2 separate regions of the Xenopus laevis genome follow, and region 2 is linked to region 1. Evidence: chromatin contacts called from public Hi-C data. All regions are on one chromosome and are shown on one strand. Each heading gives the region's core, a stretch centred on a gene start, on an enhancer-like site or on the middle of the called end of the contact. The rest is flanking DNA. Distances are from core to core; before and after follow the strand shown.

Region 1 (3,767 bases), core at 1,185-3,684:
TGTCCCAGGGGATGCCAAATAAGGGCTGATTGGCTATTTGGTAGACCCAATGTGGAATGGCAGCCTACAGGAGGCTCTACTTGACAGTACTAATTTTTGTGCAACCAAAACTTTACCAGGTCTAGAATTAAAAAATTAAGCACCTACTTTGAGGCCACTGAGAGCCCTCTTAAGGGGTTGAAGAGCTACATGTTGCTCTCAACCCACTGGTTGGGGACTTCTGGTTTAGGCCATGTAATGACTAAACTGTATGTACACTCAAGATGCTGAAACTTTTAGCATGGACCCAGCAATCACATACTGTTGGTAAATGCTTGGAAACAAAATAGAAGGCTCAACTAACTGAACAAGATTTAGATCTAGTAAGATTCAAAATAATGCTAAGTTTGGCAGCATTGAATTGCTACTAATGCATAATAGTTCATACTAGTGGTGACCACAGACATCGATCATAACTACCTGTAGCGATGCAGGGTATTTCACATATCCTCAGAAAATGAATCTAATGAAGGATATAACACTGTCCCTGCCTGTTATAACTCATGTTAGTTTCATATTTGTTTGAAAACCAGGAGGTTTGAAATCAACTTCGTCATTGGCAACATCAGTTCGATGCATGCCATTTTTAATGACTGCAACCAACCCCTGAGAGAGTTGGGATTAAATGAGCTTCTTGATAAATTGTCCAGGCATGTCAGATCATTTTATTCATGTGTCCCTTTCACAACATTAATCTAAAATAAAATATTTGCAGCATCTCTGTACATAAAGCTGTTTTATGTATGTGGGGTTTAGATTAGGCCGCAAGTGGAACAACACAACTCTGCCAATACCCCATATGTCTTGCCCTTTGTTTTGCAGATCATACTCTTACATCTTTCCTGGCCCTGTCAGCATGACCTCATATTCATTCTTGATGGCTGCCCTGACTGTATCCATAAAAGCCCTTTAGCAGTAAATATCTGCACCACCAAAAATGCCTTCAGGAGCTCTATGGATCTTCTACTTTGTTGACTCAAAGCAGGGCTGCTGTCAGTGAACTGAGCTTAAAGAAGTAAACCCTTAATGATTAAAAATACCAAATTTAATAAACAACTTATTGCACCACCCTAAACTTTCAGCTTCTTGATAGCAGCAATGATCCAAGACTTCAAACTTGCCACAGGGCATCACCATCTTGGAAAGTGTCTACGACACTCACAGGCTCAGTGGGATCAGCCTTCTATTGTGACGTTTATATTCTGTGTACAGTATATTTTGAGTTGGTCCCCACATTCATTAACTGACAGCAACACAGAACATGTGCAGTGAATCAGCAGAAAAGAAGATGGGGAGTTACTGGGGCATCTTTGGAGGCTCATATCTTTACTACTAAAGAGCTGTGGTTGCCTTGGGCTGGAATAGAAGCCCAAAACATAATGTACAACATTTCTAGCTACTTCTTTAGTTAAGCTTTAGTTCTCCTTTAAGGACCAGCATACAATACATACTTTAGGTATATCATCATTCAATATTCTTATGTCTGTATATATATATATATTAAATATTCTTATGTCTGCATATATATATCTGTATGTCAGCATAGACAAACCTGTGCATTTTGCATCATAATAGCTGAATAACAGCCCTGTAGCACCATGGCTGATTAGCCTCACTGCAAATGCTACTGGGACTATGACCATAGCCCTCAAAGCAGAGAGCTGCTTGTAGCAAGTGCAATTTTTTTCCAAACAATCCCAGTGGGCCAGATGCTGCATAGTAAGCTACTTTCCACATTGTTTCCTCCTGTTAATCACCACAGAAAAGCTGCCAAATTGACATTGGTTCAGATTGTTCACCATAAAAACTTTTTCCAATTACTTTCTATTTGTGACCATTTTTCTAATATTGAAGTATAAAGTTTAATTTTTCACCTTCTAAAGCAGCTTGTGGGGGTCATCGAATATTTAACTGTTCTAAATTGATACATTTAGTTGATACATTTGTTATCTTGTCCCTACTGAGCAGAATTCCTGAGTATCATTAAAGGCAGCTGTTAGAATTGATATAATAGTTGCTAATATTCCACAGATGCTGCTGAGAAATGTATCAACTAAATGTATCATTGTGCCTGGATCTGAGCTGCCAGACTGAAACACCAGAGATCAAACTTTATGCTTAAATTTTGGGAGAGTTGGAAAAAATAAAAGATGGAAAGCATTTGAAAAAAAGTCTGTTTATTGCGAACAATCTGAAAACAACTGAACTGAAAAAAGTGTTTGAAAGGTGAACAACAACAACCCCTTTAATACGGGTCAATGTGCAATGTTGCACTGCCTTTAGATGCAGCTCTTCGGCAGCAATGTGTTCAGAGAGTGCGGATGTCCTCTGGAACATACAGTAACCTGCACCACTTTCAGGTGAAGAATAGGGAATGCATGGGGCTGCAGGAAAACACAGCACTTAGCACCTGCCTAGGGTACACAGCCTGCTCAGACCATCCACTATATGCCTTGGGAGCAAAGCATTAACAGATCCTCAAACAAGGAAAAACTGTGACTATCCAGAAAGTGAAAATCCAACTTCTAATAAAAACGGAAGCTCGCCCCATATGGGACTTGACCTGGGTGCGTGGCCCCGGTGCCTATGATTATGTATCTCTAGATGCGAAATGCGTTAGGACAGTTGCTTTTAACTTATGGAATAAAGAACGAGATTTTATCCAACTTGGTGTGTCTAAGGGAGTGCATGCTCATTCCACTGTTAACAGATCCTCACCAAATTAGAAAAGTAACCTCAGAAGTTTCAATAAGGAGAACACAATAAGGTAACATTGCCCAGTTCTACTGTAAATCCTACCTAGCACTCAAGCCTACAACAAAATACTCTTTTGTCTGAAGCTGCTTAAATCGAAAACATTGATTTTTTTGTACTTACAGAAAGGATAAATATGAAACAGAAGGCCATGTTTCCAGATATGCTGGCTGACCTTGAATAAACCTTGCTTTCTGCATCTCTCCTATTAGTGAAGTCATGAGAGGATGACAGATAAAATATTTATTGTGCAGTCTTTGTGCCATTGCATACCCTTGATTCACCATTAGTAGTGCAGATAAATCATTGCATTGGAAACATTCATCAGGACTGCTAAGCAAAAAAATGGATTTGGCACTAGGTGACCCTCCCTTGGGCTCTGCATGTGAGCAGCTCGGTGGTTCCTGAGTTGGCTGCTTAGTTCCCTTACTTGAGCTATCACTTCTACAGTTAAGCTAATAAGCAGGAGGGTGACAGCATATTTGTTAACCTTGTGCCAAAGTCATTTATGTGAGCTAATCACTTTCTGTTCAGAGAATGCAGAGTACCTGGATTTGTGCAAGATATGAGCAGAGTTGGCGCTATCAGGATCGTATCGTATTTGCAGGTTTGTGAAGGAAACCTCAAGTGGTCTCCAGTAGCTGAATTTCCACAGCGCTGTCTGCTGGAGGAAAGAAGAGAGTAATGGTGGCCATACACGGGCAGATAAAGCTGCCGATATCGGTCGTTTGGACCGGTTTAACAGTCTGCCCGTGTATGGGGGCTTCCGACGGGTCTTCCCGATCGATATCTGGCCACGATATCGATCGGGAAGGTTGGATTTTTACCCGACCGACCCGTCGGAGCCCCTTGGCGCATCGTAATTCGATCGTTCGGCCATACAGCCGAACGCTCGAATTACCCCCGATATAGCCATGCAGTTAGTGGCATATCGGGGAAAGATCCGCTCGTTTGGCGATGTCTCCAAATGAGCG
Region 2 (3,687 bases), core at 1,076-3,575, 250 kb after region 1:
TACAGAGTAAGACATTTTCTGAGATTAGAAATACAGTCAACGTTGTGTCTTGACTATGTAAAAGGTTAATTGAGAACATACTTTGAAACTGCACTCTGCTGTAGATGACAATGACAATTTCCAAGGTACCGCTGTGTCATTCTCTTAATAAGTCAAACAACACATGATGAGACATGTTTACAAAGTATGATAATGTGACAGTTGGGAACTGCAAAGCTATGTTTACAGATTGCACCCATGATCTTCAAATGATGGTACTACTTTTGAGCATTTATCATGCCCCGATCAACTTACACTCCTTCCTATTGCAGTGTTTCTAATTTTCACTACATGAAGCCTTTAAATGTGAAATGAACTGAGAATAATCATCTTTATAAAGGCAGGGACATGCAGAGCAGCTTTTCTTTCTATAAAACCATCACACTACAAGCTAAGCTGTGCCAGTGCCAACAGTGCATTGGTTCTTAAACCTTTCCTTCTTTCATATTTTTTTATTTAGTGAATACTCTGTGGCCGATACAGTATATTGGAATAGTGCACATCCTAATACTGTATGTTAAAAGTATGCATAAAGAGGGCAAATATCAGCTAACGCCTTGCAAGTGCCACCGTGGGAGGCCACCCAGGCCCCACAGGCCAATCCATGATACAAAGTTTATATTGATGGCATTGGTATTGTGAAAGTTTCTCACTGTCAGTTCACCAAGGCCTCACATGGTTATTACACCATACAACATATATTGCATCTGGTTGTAGAATTTCTAGTGAGCCTCATAAGGCCTTACAGTCTGAGAAGTATTTGTCATAGAAAAACTTGGAACATGGCAAAAGAAATATGCAAAATATTTACACATACTATTCTGGTTTCACTGGACTAGAACAAGGGTGTGAACAGGAAAGATAATCTATTATATAGTCTTGACAACGTGCCTTTAAAATTCAAGAGGCCGCTCTTTACACAAAAATAATTCATCACTTTGTATGTCCTTGGCTACCAATAACTCATTATTGATCATAGTACTTTAAAATATTTCACCATATTTAATTATATTTCAGTTCTTTTTCTCCCCATTTAGCCTTTAGTTTATACTTCGGTCATTTCCTGACATTCTCTGGTACGCTTAATAACCTTTTCAGTTTGCAATTTGTAATTTTGCTATTTTATAAAGGCCAATGCAATCAAAGCAATATTTCCATAACACAAGAAGAGCATAAACAGAAAACTGAAATTGGATTATTGCCACAGGTTGACTATTAAATACTTACAATAACCTGTATGCTTTGGATTTGCTTGCATTTCTCTTGGAATGCATACAAAAGTTATAGTTCTTAATGGGCAAAACTGCAAATCCCATTTTGGTTACTGATACCATTTATGAAGCTGATGAGAGGCATTCCTTCTAATACATTTTCTATAGTTTTAGTTTATATGCACTGTAAAATGGTGCAACTTTAAAAGCCTGTACCGTTTGTCAAAAAAGCAACCCACCTAGGAAGAAAAGGTGAATCCCACCAAAAATGTAAAAAAAAATGTTTATTAGGACATAATGGACAAAGGCCTGACGCCTTTCATGCCTATTAGGGCATTTACTCATGGGACACTTACCCAGCCTATGAGTAAGTGCCCCAAATATGCACGAAACGTGACAAGCCTTTGTCGATTATGTCCCAATAAACATTTTTGTACTTTTTATTACTTTTTGATTTACTTTTTTGGAGGGACTCACAATCATTGGTTTTCTTATGTATATGCACCCATGGACTGGGGTGAACTGTGAGTATATCCTCCTCTCCATATTTAATTGTCTTTTATACACTATTGATATTCTACCTACAGTGGTAGTGCTCATACTGGCTTTCGGCAACCTTTGTTATAATAAAAGAATCTTGATAATATAGTAAGCACTTGCTGCCATGTGGATCAGTGCCACTAGTTTACGGGACACTTATCTATATTTTCCCCTAGGCCAAAAGTCAGCAGCCGTTCCCTTTTTCACTATGTTGCACAAACCTGATTACATTTTCCATTGTTTGGGCTTTAGTTAGGAAGAGCTAAGGTTAAATTCAGCAAACGATTGTTCATGTAAAATTTTGAAATTAGCAAAGGTGGATGTGAATGAATGTTTGTAGGGATTTACAATGCTACAAATGTACGCTTATGATGTCACTGCATATTTTCACCGCATTCTAACTACTAATGTAAATAGCAGAGGTAACTGGATTGTAGCAACATTTGTGACCTTTGGGACAATTCCCCAGTACACCAGAAGGAAGTCACTGCTGATAAGTGCAAAGTCTACATTCCTGATTCAGTGTGAAGAGTAAGTCATTGTGTACTGAACTGCACTCAGGTCCATCTCTGAGAATATACCAAACAAGAAAAATGTACATAATTGTATCTTACCCTCTGGGATTGTACTTGCTTTGATATTTCAGCATGGGGAAAAGTCTTCTAGCTGCATATGGACTATGGGTGCTAGGGGGCCCATTAGGACTCTATCATATCTATCTTGGACGAGACAGCCATGCCTTGCTTTGGATGCTCACTCTTGGAGGATTTGGTACAGGTTGGATGTGGGATTTCTGGAAGATTCCTGGACACGTATACAAATATAATCGTCAAGAGAAAAGAAATATTGAGGTGAAGGAAGGTGAACCATCTGCTAGCCCCATCCGTTTTATGGGACAGGTGGCAACAGGTATTTATTTTGGAATAGTGGCAACTATTGGACTCTCTTTCCTTAGCAGTTTCTACATGGTAGTGCTGCCACTGGCAGTTGCACTGGGAGTGCATCTTGTGGCCACTGTTGGTGAACAAACGTCAGATCTGAAAAGCACCCTTATAGCAGCATTCCTTACCTCCCCAATCTTCTATGGCCGTGCTGTCTCCATGATCCCAATCAGCCTCACTGCAACCATCACCTCCCAGCAACACAGAAAATATAGGCTGCAACAAGAGAAGCAAGAAAAACTTAGTCTCCGTCTCTATCGTATTGGTCTTGTCTATTTGGCCTTTACTGGACCATTAGCCTACAGTGCTTTGCTGAACACAAGCCGCACTGTGAGCTATGTTGCTGGAAGCATTGGATCTATGCTTGCGTGGCTTAGCATCTTTCCTGGTATCAGTGGACTAGTGGAGCGGCTGCTGCTTCTGCCTTATAGGTTTTGGGCAATGTTTTCTGGTGGAGGGGTATTTCGCGATCAATACTTCAAGGAATGGGAGAAAATCTATGAGTTTGTGGCCACATTTCAAAATGAGAAGGAAGAGTTGGCCTGCAAGGTAAAAAAAAAATATGCCATTCCAGTGTCCTTCCATGCAAACTCACAGTCCTGTACCTTTATTCTCTTGGTCACAAAGGATTATATACATAAGAGATATAGATGGAGCTATTCTAAGTAATGTTTTATTTGGCTTCAATATTTATTTTGTATTTATTTTGTATTCAACCTATTCAATCTATTCCCAGCCTGAAAATGGTATCCAATTGCCGGAGACACCGATCCAGTAACTAAAAACAGATTGTGTTCAATATTATACTGTATATTTCTTTTACATTCTGGCACTACCCTTTTGATCTTCCATTCTTAGTTACTACAAATTGGTTACTAGAGTTTTTAAGTTCTGGAAGCGAAATAGCAGTTAAAGTTCCAAGCCCTGAGAGATGTAGAGTAAAAAAAAAATATCTA

What was found. Hi-C and Micro-C count contacts between places; a contact is called where the count stands out from the background.
Region 2: a Hi-C map of the XL177 cell line shows a contact between it and region 1, with 4 times the contacts expected there. The contact joins the promoter of dnajc22.S here to the enhancer-like site in region 1. A contact is called at or near these places in 2 of 4 Hi-C or Micro-C datasets (the XL177 cell line and the XTC cell line).

The regions. Positions count from the first base shown.
Region 1 is chr2S:128,220,092-128,223,858 of Xenopus_laevis_v10.1, forward strand. No RefSeq gene overlaps it. Among protein-coding and RNA genes, the nearest start is that of tuba1c.S, 13 kb to the left of the region's middle. Within about 2 kb of position 2,435, at least 1 of the 7 cell types and tissues checked has an H3K27ac peak or open chromatin away from gene starts, as enhancers often do.
Region 2 is chr2S:128,471,679-128,475,365 of Xenopus_laevis_v10.1, forward strand. It overlaps dnajc22.S (dnaJ homolog subfamily C member 22), which reads left to right and starts at 2,326. Exons shown (of 2, transcript XM_018250003.2): 1 at 2,326-3,280. The coding sequence starts at 2,438.